Regions from separate parts of the Zea mays genome. Here regions 1 and 2 are each linked to region 3. A link is a contact called in public Hi-C data. All regions are on one chromosome and are shown on one strand. The core of a region is the stretch at or near the end of the contact, and the rest is flanking DNA. Distances in the headings are between cores, read along the strand shown.

The links. Hi-C and Micro-C count contacts between places; a contact is called where the count stands out from the background.
Region 1: a Hi-C map of ear shows a contact between it and region 3, with 2.7 times the contacts expected there. The contact joins the promoter of LOC100281198 here to the promoter of LOC103649824 in region 3. A contact is called at or near these places in 3 of 25 Hi-C or Micro-C datasets (ear and tassel).
Region 2: a Hi-C map of leaf mesophyll shows a contact between it and region 3, with 2.8 times the contacts expected there. The contact joins the promoter of LOC103649825 here to the promoter of LOC103649824 in region 3. A contact is called at or near these places in 2 of 25 Hi-C or Micro-C datasets (leaf and leaf mesophyll).

Annotation. Positions count from the first base shown.
Region 1 is chr3:21,307,467-21,311,298 of Zm-B73-REFERENCE-NAM-5.0, reverse strand. It overlaps LOC100281198 (endo-1,4-beta-xylanase), which reads right to left and starts at 1,376. Exons shown (of 3, transcript NM_001372494.1): 1 at 1,246-1,376; 2 at 113-733; 3 at 1-24. The coding sequence starts at 1,260.
Region 2 is chr3:21,619,326-21,623,384 of Zm-B73-REFERENCE-NAM-5.0, reverse strand. LOC103649825 (probable leucine-rich repeat receptor-like protein kinase At1g68400) reads left to right here and starts at 1,512. Exons shown (of 2, transcript XM_008675529.4): 1 at 1,512-3,103; 2 at 3,190-4,059. The coding sequence starts at 1,693. The coding sequence ends at 3,875.
Region 3 is chr3:21,436,867-21,440,656 of Zm-B73-REFERENCE-NAM-5.0, reverse strand. LOC103649824 (Protein SAR DEFICIENT 1) reads left to right here and starts at 2,115. Exons shown (of 6, transcript XM_008675528.4): 1 at 2,115-2,598; 2 at 2,682-2,757; 3 at 2,871-3,560; 4 at 3,656-3,790. The coding sequence starts at 2,510.

The sequences.
Region 1 (3,832 bases), core at 127-2,626, 130 kb after region 3:
GAGGACCACGTCACGCTTGCGCACCTACGTACAGTTGCAGTTTCGACCGTACTTAATAATCAGTTTATGGAAAATTTGAACATCATCATCATCATCATCATCGTTGGCCTACCTTGTCGGCCTTCTTCCTGAGGTGCCTGAGCCTCGGAATCTTGTTCACCGCGCACACCTGCAGATCCGTCGTGACCTTGAGGTCCACCCCGGCCGGCGGCCCGTGGACGTAGACCTTGGCGTGGCGCGGTGGCTCATCGCAGTCGACACGGAACGAGCCCTTGATCTGGCCCCACTTCCCCGACTCGACCACAGCCACGCCGCCACCGACCGGGCGGCCACCACCGTCGACGCGGACCTCGACGTGAACGGCGTGGGAGCCGTCCACGGCGGCGCCCAGGCCGACCCACCCGGCCACCCGGTACGTTACGTTGGGCCTGATCGGGGCGCGCGAGACCGCGCGGCAGAGCCCGTCCTTGTCGCTCGCGCGGCGCGCGGCCAGGACGTACCGGCCGCTGGGCCTCGGCGCGCGCTGCTGGAATTCGTCCTCGTCAGAGTCGTCGCCTTCGTCGTCGCCGCCGGCGGCGGCGGACAATGCGGCTGCCAGCGAAGGAAGAGACGCGTCCTCGTCGGCGTGCGCGGAGAGCGTGCACGAGCCGGACGGAGCCCAGCCGGCGAGCCCGTCCTCCGAGTCGCCGCAGCTCTCGATGAGGTTCGTGCCGAGGTACCTCGTCGTCTCCTCCTGCGCGCGCCGTTTAGGCAAAAGAGCCATAGACAGTTAGACACATGTGGTGTGCTCGGTGCGTGCGTGTCGGAGAGATGGAAGAGCTGCCTGTGTGTGCTGTCGAGAACATCATATCATGACAGCAGTTGGATGTGGGAGGCTTGTCAATGGCCATGGGTCGGACGACAGTTCAGGAACTGCACGTAAGACATCTCCTAAGTACTCGATCGTACTGGGCTGCCTGGATGCTTGGCTTTAAAGCCATGGCAAGCCAGTGACAGCTGCCTTGAACATGAGTGCGCCCAGGACACATCTTTTGTCCAGAAAATTCACACCAAGTTGTTGTAGGTTTCAAATAAGCTAAGGTTTTCGCGCGGCTGGTGAGCAAGCTACCACTGCTGCTGCGGATTATATATATATACGTGACAGAACCCAATTAGACTCGACACCGTAATTAATCCTAGTACCTTGTGACTAAGAGAACCATACAGATAATCTGGTATATATATGCACTACGCACAAACACATACCTCAGCGAACGCCATATCAATGTCAAACGATTGAATCGAAGGAGATCGAGGCGCTGGCTAATGACGGATCGAAGAGCGTGTGGTTGCTCTGCCTGTGGCGCTGTGGCTGCTGGCTTAGCTAGTGAGATGGATATACCAAGAGGCATGCAGGGGGGGAGGCAATTTATAAGGATGTGAGCCGGGGCATGAGAGTTCGTCCGGCGATCGCGTTCGCCGCGACGACACAACCAAAAAGCTGGAGTCGCGTGCCGGAATCCGGCACGAGGCGGTAGAAATGAGCCTCCACGGCCAGGCCAGTCGGCCTAGCTACCTAACCCCGTATCAGCCGCCCTATCTTTTGTATAACACTCAAGTTTGGGCAACGTACGAGCCAGTGACATCGGTCGGTCCAGTACCACTTGATGTCCAGGCCGGGCGTGTCGCCGACGTGCGGGGCCAGGGCTGGCTCACGACCCACATCTCAGAGAGACCGCTTGCGTATACACGCAGCCGTGAGCCGTGCGATCGGGGTCGCTCGGCTGATTATTACGGAGTGGCTTCGGCTTTGGGAGGAGTAAAACTCGCTCAACCCTTCGGTCGCCGGTGGGCAATCGCATTGCATGGGAAAACCGAAAACGCCAGTAGGGATCGCGACCTGGGCTTTGCAACCAGATACGTATGCCCGATGGGCCCCGTTCGCATGACCTGTCGACTGCATCCTGCTTGCTGCGACGGAGTTGCCGCCCCCCCCCACCCCCCCCCCCCCCCCCCACCCCCACCCCATCTCTAGTCTAAAAACTCCAAACGCTTTTTTTTTGCTTTATAAATTTGTAACAGGTCTTGTCTAGGTTTAAATGGATACTTATCCGATCCGCTGTGAAGCGTCTGCTTGAATCTGGCACGTAAAACCCACGTCGCAACGGCAAGACACCACTTAAGACCTTTTTTTATACAACCTTTGTTGAAGATGATTTTTATTATATACAAAATTTGTACCTCTCGATAAGGTAACTTTCTAGCTAGTTTGGACTTCTGTTATTTACAAATTGTTAAAAGTTTCAGCAGTATACTGTTCGTGTACTAGCTAGTGTCATCCCAGAAAAAGAAACACATATCTTTTTGTATTGCGTTAGGTAAATACTTATATACGAAAATCAGTTATAGCAATAATCGATGAAATCTACAAATTCATAATTTTGAGTTTTGTTACTTGATATGGTTCTAAAAAAAATAGTCTGAAGTTTGAGCAACATATTAGTCGTACGTGTACCCGGTTTATTGCCTTAGAAAATCGTACCTTACCTGCTGTATGGCGTCGGATAAATATACTTTGTGTATCAAAGCTGAAGCCTACGAGGAGATTTACAAAGCTTTAGTTTTGAATTCTGTCCGTTTGATGTTGTTAAGATGCTAAAAAAATACCATAAAGCTTTAGTTTTGAATCATGTTTTGTATTAATTTCACTAATAGAAAAAATGCTCAAAGCCTGCGGTGTGATATATTTTTACATACTAATTCAATTATCAATCATCTGTGCTATTTTTAGTGACGGTTACTTAAAAAAACTGCCACTAGAGGTCGTTTTTCTACAGGCATTTCCTTAAGAAAACCGCATCCATGATTTCTAGTAGCGGTTTTCGTAAGTAACCACCAATAGAAATTATTTTTATCCTTAATTTTTCGAGTTTTTTGAACGATCTCGTATGATAAAACCACCAAAATAAAAGGTTGGTTGTAGTTGACAACTTTTTTATTTGAAATCATTTCGGCTCTCAAAAATTGTATCTAAATTTGCCAAATTTAAAATTCAAATTTTGCAAACGACCTCGGATGAAAAAAGTGTCAAAATGAAAGTTGTAGAACTTCAAAAGTTATTCAATTTGTAGTTAACAACTTTATTATTTGAATTCGTTTAAGGTCTCAAATGAGCAATTTACACTAAGTTGGTTGCAATACGTGGACAATAAAACTACAAACTAGATACAAAACATACCATAGGCGGAGTGGTACACGAGGATACACGCGACATTGAGGTCTGGGGGATTCTATTCCTATAAGCTGCGTAGCGCGCGAATTTTATGTGAAAAATGTCGTGACTTGCGACCCGTGACTTCCTATAAAATATTTTTTTGTTGTTCTTAAAACCCGTTTTATGTTTTAAAAAATAGTTTTCACTATTGTGTTATTACGCCGATCGACAGTAAAAATCGATTTTCACTAGTGGTCTTCAGTTACCCTCTATAAAAATAATGATTTCTAATAACCGACGTACGTGACTAAAATGCTACTGAAACTTTTAGTTTTTAGCATTTTGACCATCTCAAATAATATAACACAAAATTAGGAATTTATGGATCTCATCAAGAGCTACAACACCATACAAGAAACATATGATTTTTCTAAAGAAAACAAAGCAACGAGTCCCGATACACGATTAATATATTGTTTAAACTTTTTACTAATTTTTAGCATCTTAACAATTTTAACTGAAAAAAATCTAGAATTAGAAAGTTATAGATCTCATACTAGTACACAAAAACTCTATAAATGCTATTGGTAACCCATTTTCACTGGCGTCTATTAGAACCATCAGCGTTAGTGTCCAGTG
Region 2 (4,059 bases), core at 263-2,762, 180 kb before region 3:
CGGGCGAAGCGGAGTTCGTCGTCTTCTGGGGCCGAGCCCAAGTCCGAGCCCTGGGTCGGGCGAGGCGGAGATCGTCGTCTTCTGGGACTTAGCCCGAGTCCGAGCCCTGGGTCGGGCGGAGTTCGTCGTCTTCCGGGACTTAGCCCGAGTCCGAGCCCTGGGTCGGGGGGAGCGGAGTTCGTCGTCTTCCGGGACTTAGCCCGAGTCCGAGCCCTGGGTCGGGCGGAGCGGAGTTCGCCGTCTTCCGGGACTTAGCCCGAGTCCGAGCCCTGGGGTCGGGTGAGGCGGAGCTTCCTATGGAGCCTTCGGCCGGGCCTGACTGCCTGTCAGTCTCACTCTGTCAAGTGGCACCGCAGTCGGAGTGGCGCAGGCGGCGCTGTCCTTCTGTCAGGCCGGTCAGTGGAGCGGCGAAGTGACGACGGTCACTTCGGCTCTGTCGGCTGGGGGGCGCGCGTCAGGATAAGGGTGTCAGGCCACCTTTGCATTAAATGCCCCTGCGACTTGGTCGGTCGGTGCGGCGATTCGGTCAGGGTTGCTTCTTAGCGAAGGCAGGGCCTCGGGCGAGCCGGGAATTTGTTCGCCGCTGAAGGGGGGCCTCGGGCGAGACGGAAATCCTCCGGGGTCGGCTGCCCTTGTCCGAGGCTAGGCTCGGGCGAGGCGTGATCGTGTCCCTCGAATGGACTGATCCCTGACTTAATCGCACCCATCAGGCCTTTGCAGCTTTGTGCTGATGGGGTTACCAGCTGAGAATTAGGAGCCTTGAGGGTACCCCTAATTATGGTCCCCGACAGTACCCCTAATTATGGTCCTCGACAACTCTTATGATTCATCTAATGTGTTTTGAATAGTTTTAGTCCTTAAAACTAAATAGGTAGAGACAAAATTTTAGTCTCCTAACTAAACTTTAGTCCCTAGACTAAAAAACCAAACAGATCTGAAGTCTTTTAGCAAAGTGGGATTTTTGCTCAGTCTTGTTCTTTTTCTCTTATTAAATGAAGTCTCCTTATTTTTTTTCTATACTATTTATGTAAAACGCCGGCATTAAGAGGAACCTATTTTTATGGAAAGTATCTCGTCCCATATGTTGTGAGCCGGTGCGCTTAAAGTTTAGTCCGAGAGCAGTAGAGCATAGCGCTACCAACTTCTACCGCGCGCGGGAACGCAACTTCTTGGCGCCATAATGATCACCGGATTGCGCACGATCGTCTCCAGCACGCGGTCGGCTACCACGCATCCCGAGGCCACTGGAGTAGTAAAGTCCCACCGCGACAACGACGTGCCAGGACGCCGAACAACGGTAGTGTGGAGCCCAGGCGTCATCCGACCGCTCCCATCGCCTTGGTCCTGCGTCGCTCCTGCACTCCAGTCCTCTGCAAGCGGCTAGGTAGGGAAGCTCGCCGTTCGCCACCGCACCCATGTGGTGGGGCCACGATCGCAGCGGCTTCACTGTTCCCTGCTCCCGTGCTCAGTAGATAAAATAAAAGCAGTACAAAGACGGGAGGGCAAAAGGCTCCAGCGACAAGGGCAGCCACTGTCCGTGCGACGAGCACCAGACAGACAAGAACCAACCCACCGTGCCTCCGTCTCTCTCGCCGCTGTCCATTTCCTACTTGCACCGGAGCGAGCAGCGCGACCAGCGCGCGGGCGCGAGCCAACCGCGAGCCCCCAAGAAAACCACAAAAAGAAGCGAGCATGCCTCCCAACGGCAGCACTGCTCTGCTGCTCCTCCTGCCACCGCTGCTGCTGCTGCTGCTGCTGCGTTCCTTCGCCAATGCCGGCTCTCTGGATGCCGACGTCGCGGCTCTGTCGGATTTCAGGCTCGTCGCGGACCCGTCCGGCGCCGCGCTGGCGACCTGGAACGTGTCCGCGAACCCGGCGCCGTGCGCCGGGGCGTGGCGCGGTGTCACCTGCGCCGGCGGCCGCGTCACGAGGCTGGTGCTCGAGGGCCTCGGCCTCTCCGGCGCCGCCGCGCTGCCGGCGCTCGCGAGGCTGGACGGCCTCCGCGTGCTCAGCCTCAAGGGCAACGGTTTCTCGGGCGAAATCCCCGACCTCTCGCCGCTCGCGGGGCTCAAGCTGCTGTTCCTCGCGGGGAACGAGCTGTCCGGCGCGATTCCGCCGTCGCTGGGGGCGCTGTACCGCCTGTACCGGCTCGACCTGTCGTCCAACAAGCTGTCCGGCGCCGTGCCGCCCGAGCTCAGCCGGCTCGACAGGCTGCTCACCCTGAGGCTGGACTCCAACCGGCTCAGCGGCGGGGTTGACGCCATTGCGCTGCCGAGGCTGCAGGAGCTGAACGTCTCCAACAATCTCATGTCCGGGAGGATTCCGGCGGCGATGGCGTCGTTCCCGGCCGCGGCCTTCGGCGGGAACGTCGGCCTGTGCAGCGCGCCGCTCCCGCCCTGCAAGGACGAGGCGCCTCAGCCGAACGCGTCGGCGGCGGTGAACGCGTCTGCGGCAGGGGACTGCCCTCCGGCTTCTGCCATGGTGGCGTCCTCGCCTTCGGGTAAGCCAGCGGGCGCCGAGGCGGCGAGCGGCGTCAAGGGGAAGATGAGCCGCGCCGCCGTGGTGGCAATTGTGGCGGGGGACTTCGCCGTGGTGGGGCTCGTGGCCGGGCTCCTGTTCTGCTACTTCTGGCCGCGCCTCTCCGGCCGGCGAAGCGCCCGGCGACTCCAGCAGGGGGAGAAGATAGTGTACTCCTCGAGCCCCTACGGCGCCGCCGGGGTGGTCGCGGCGGCGGCCGGTGGCTCGACGTTCGAGCGAGGGAAGATGGTGTTCCTCGAGGACCTGAGCTGCAGCGACGGCCGCACGAGGCGGTTTGAGCTGGAGGAGCTGCTGCGCGCGTCCGCGGAGATGCTGGGGAAGGGCGGATGCGGCACGGCGTACAAGGCCGTGCTGGACGACGGCACCGTCGTGACCGTGAAGCGGCTGCGCGACGCCGCGACGCCGGCGGCCGCGTCCAAGAAGGACTTCGAGCACCACATGGCCGTGCTCGGCCGCCTCCGGCACCCCAACATCGTGCCCCTCAACGCCTACTACTACGCCCGCGACGAGAAGCTGCTGGTGTACGAGTACATGCCCAACGGCAGCCTCTTCTCCGTCCTCCACGGCAAGTCATCCGCTTAACATCTCCGTCGTGTCTTGATAAAGGAATCCCCTTGATAAATGCTGACTTCGAAGCGTTATTATGGTCAGGTAACCGGGGCCCCGGGCGCACGCCGCTGGAGTGGGCGGCGCGGCTTCGCATCGCAGCCGGCGCCGCGCGCGGGCTGGCCTACATCCACCACTCTGGGCGGCGGGGCAGCGGCACGCCGAAGCTGGCGCACGGCAACATCAAGAGCACCAACATCCTGCTGGACAGATTCGGCGTGGCGCGTCTCGCGGACTGCGGGCTGGCGCAGCTGGGGTCGTCCCCGGCCGCGGCGGCGGCTCGGTCGGCGGGGTACCGCGCGCCCGAGGCGCCCCCGCCGCCCAGGCCCTGGGCGTCGCACAGGGGCGACGTGTACGCGTTCGGCGTGGTGCTGCTGGAGCTCCTGACGGGGCGGTTCCCGGGCAGCGAGCTGCCGAACGGCGGCGTCGTGGTGGAGCTGCCCCGGTGGGTGCAGTCCGTGGTGCGGGAGGAGTGGACGTCGGAGGTGTTCGACCTGGAGCTGATGAAGGACAAGGGCATCGAGGAGGAGATGGTGGCGATGCTGCAGCTGGCGCTGAGCTGCACGGCCGCGGCGCCCGAGCAGCGGCCCAAGGTCGGGTACGTGGTGAAGATGGTCGACGAGGTCCGCGCGTGCGGGGAGACGGCGTCGCCGTCGCACGAGTCCATGGACGAGTCCTCCGGCGTCTCGGACTCGCCCGCCGTGTCGGAGGGCGGCGCGCTCAGCCAGTGAGGGCGCGGCCTGGCGCTGCTGGTCCTTCTTCGGAATTGCCTTGTGATGCGTGCCTATTTGTTTGGTTTAATCTGCTCTTGTTTTTTTTGGGGGTGGGCTGGATTAGCGAGGGCCGTTGGATCTGGTGATCGGCGTGTGCGTGTGTGTACATTGTTCACGTTGGCTGCTTGGCTCTGGATTCTTG
Region 3 (3,790 bases), core at 866-3,365:
TGGCATGGCAATAAAAATGTGTTTTTCTGTGATTTAGATGAGGATATACAACACTTGTTTTGGCCTCAGTACACTGAGATCAGTGAAACATGTTTTTGAATCTTGGCTTTAGAGGTAACATCAAAAAATAAAAAAAATATGATTTTTATAAGTGTCGCAGCATTATGTTGGGCTATTTAGACTAGTAGGAATGATTTAATTTTTGACAAATCCCCTATGATTACTTATTTGTAGGTAATGTTTCGAATGACGCATTGGCTTACACTTTGGGCTAAACTTCATAAGAACGAAGAGGATATACTAAAGGTGGCATGTAGGCGATTGGAGACGACGTCTATCCAAATCTTCGCTCACTTTGGCTGGAAATTTACAAATAGAATCACTGTTGTTTAGATGTTGTTAAAGTCTGTTTTATTTCTCCTATTTTGTTTTGTTTCATGGTGAATTCAGTTCGATGGTTTTTGTTATGTTGGCCATACTTTACGTGTGAGGGTAAGGCCGGAAGGATGATTGTCGGGGGCAATAATTAGGGACACCTGAATTATCCCCTAACAAACGCACCTAGAGAAATAAGGACTAAAACTCCCGAGGGGTGACAGCCGAGCCACCTATAAAAAACCGAGACATCTCCCCGAGAGTCTCCCACCTCGAGCAGGGCTCCGCCTCGCCCGAAGTCGACGCCGCTCACTCCGCCTCGCCCGAGGTCGCCTCAGCTCAGTCCGTCTCGCCCGAGTCAGCCTCAGGCAGATGGGACAAAGGCGCTCGAACACAGGCAGGGAACAGGCGCATTTAATGCGTATGTCAACCCATGCTATGGCAGCGAAGCATAGTGGCGGACAAGACAACGATCACGTCCGTCACAGCGACATGATTACGTCTACATAACAGTGCACGCACTCCGCCTGACGCCCTATGATGGGACGCCTATACGACAAGCCGAGCGGACGGGCCTTCGGGCACAATCTCTTCGCCTCGCCCGAAGTGGGATCTAGCCCACGGGTGCAACCTCTCCGCCTCGCCCGACCCAGGGTCTAGCCTTCGAGCACATTCTCCGTCTCGCCCGAGCTCGGCCTCGGCCACCAACTGCGCCACGAATCCCACAGGCGGCCACTCCGCCCGACTGTAGCGCACATCGAGGGACAACTCGGCTAACGCCTCAGAAAACTTCCGCATCAAAACAAAGCAGGGGCTCTGATCTCGATGAGTGCAGCAGGGAATCTCGACATCATCACGCGCCAGGATGATGACGCACCCCATAAGCTGCCTTTTGGTCCATACCCCGACGCTGTTACAACCACTACGGCATGGGCGTACGGACGACCCCTTGGCCTCGGCCTCGGCTCTCCACGGGAAGTCAGCAAGCACGGACCAACTGCACAGATTCGCCGTCACGTCGGATGCCAGGCATCTCTCTTTCGAATAGAAGACCCGGCTTCACCAAGGACGCTCCCCTTGGTGTTAAATAGGGCAGTGGTCCCTCCACAGACGGGGGGATCGACATCCACACATCGACACACATAGACGAACACTCACTCCTCCACTCTGTCTTAGATATTGGCACTTACCTCAATCATCTCTAGAGACTTGAGGATTTTCTCTCTCCCGCTGTGCTTATAAACCCCTACTACAGGTACCACGGTGCGAGTAATATAAGCTACATCCTCTCTGCTGGAAGTAGGACCTTGAGTAGCCCGAACCATGATAATCGCTTGTGTCTCCTCGCACACCATCTAGAGTCGACCACACGGTATATTTACTGGTTGGTTAAGGTCCCGCGGTCCAAACACCGACAATGATTATCTAAAAATGAGAACTATGACCATCGTTTCATCAAATGTTTTTTTAAATAGCTTCAGCTCTTCCAGTAAAGATTTGCTCGTGAAGCCGATTGTAAAAAAAAAATATTACTACTTTACTACTAACTGTACCTTATTTCCCGAGCTTGATTGATTTTTGTGTTAACACAGCAGCAGACTAACAGAATTATTCCGGCCGCTGATGCACCTTCGACCGAAAGCCGAAAGAACAGCAGCTGCTTTTGTGATCAACCGGCCGGCGGGGCGAGCGATTTCAGCCGCATCAAAAATCAGAACCAGCTCGACACGACACGAGACGACATGGCGGAGCGAGAGCGAGCGACGGAGCGAGTCTCTCTCACCTCGCTCTCCTCACTTCCTCAGTCTATGACATCGGAAGATGACGTCATCGGGAGCTCTTCCTCGGTTCCTCCCACCTTCCTGGCACCTTCCTCTCACCTTCCTCTTCCCGCGAGCACACTGTGCGAGCGCCGCCCCGGCACACATTGCGGCTACCTGCTTATGCCTATATAAGGGAATGGCGGGCGCTGCCGTGCAACTCTGCCCAAACCACACCAACTCACCCAAATCATCCTACTCCTACTACTATTCGAGCAGCTAGCCCAGCCAATCACTCTGCTGAAAATACTTCGAGACCTTGGCGCACAAGAAACCGTGAACGATTGATCATCCCTGCGATAGCAAGCGCAGCAATGGCGGCGAAGCGTCTGTACAACGGGTACGAGCAGGACGGGGACCAGCCCAATGACAAGCGCATGCGCCGCCTGCCGTCCTTCTCGACGTACGGGAGCCGCCTGCTTTCTTTCTTTCTTTCTTTCTTCCCAGCTGGAGCTTCACTGACTGGCTATTGGCGTCGAATTCCAGGGTGATCCGGGAGGCCATGATGCAGAAGCACATGCAGAGCCTGTTCAGGTGTCTGGAGCCTCTCCTCCGCCGAGTGGTAAGCGACAGCTCTATTCGCTCCCATTTCTTCTTGCGAGTCAAGCCACCAAGCAAGCAGGCATCCTGATTCCTGAAGATCGCTGCTCTGTTTCGGGCCAACGTTTCGTTCAGGTGAAAGAGGAGCTCCATGCAGGGCTGACGCTGATGCAGAGCCCGCGCTACATCGAGAGGCTGCCGGCGGAGCGGGCGGCGTGGAGGCTGGCGTTCCGGACCCCGCCGCAGCTGCCCATCTTCACGGGCAGCAAGATCGAGGACGAGGCCGGGAACCCGCTGGAGGTGATCCTGGTGGACGCGGACACGGGCTCGCCGGCCGCGCTCCCGCAGGCGCTGCGCGTCGAGCTGGTCCCGGTGTACGGCGACTTCCCGCAGGACGGGCGCGAGGACTGGTCCGACGACGAGTTCCAGAGGAACGTCGTGAAGGAGCGCGCGGGGAAGCGCCCGCTCCTGACCGGCGACGTGAGCCTGGCCCTGAGGGACGGGCGCGCCACGGTGGGCGAGCTCCAGTTCACGGACAACTCGTCCTGGGTCCGCTGCCGCAAGTTCCGCATCGCCGCCCGCGTGGTGCCCGGCGCCTGGGACGGCGCCCGCGTCCAGGAGGCCATGACCGAGGCCTTCATCGTCCGGGACCACCGCGGCGAGCTGTACCGCAAGCACTACCCGCCCGTCCTCGCCGACGACGTCTGGAGGCTGGAGAAGATCGGCAAGGAAGGCGCGTTCCACAGGAAGCTCAGGCGCAGCAACGTCGGCACCGTGCAGGAGTTCGTCAGGATGCTGATGGTGAAGCCCGACGAGTTGCGCGCGGTGAGTTTGCGCTCTCTCCCAGAACGTTAGCTTGGTCTCCATTTCGTTTCGTCCTCCGTGCTGATAGGCTGCCCTGTTTCTGTGCGGGGGTCCAGATTCTGGGCGACGGCATGACCGACCGCATGTGGGAGGCGACGACGAACCACGCCAGGACCTGCGCCACCGACGACAAGGTGTACGCGCACAGCACGCCCCACGGCACCATCTACGTGGACTCCGTCTTCAACGTC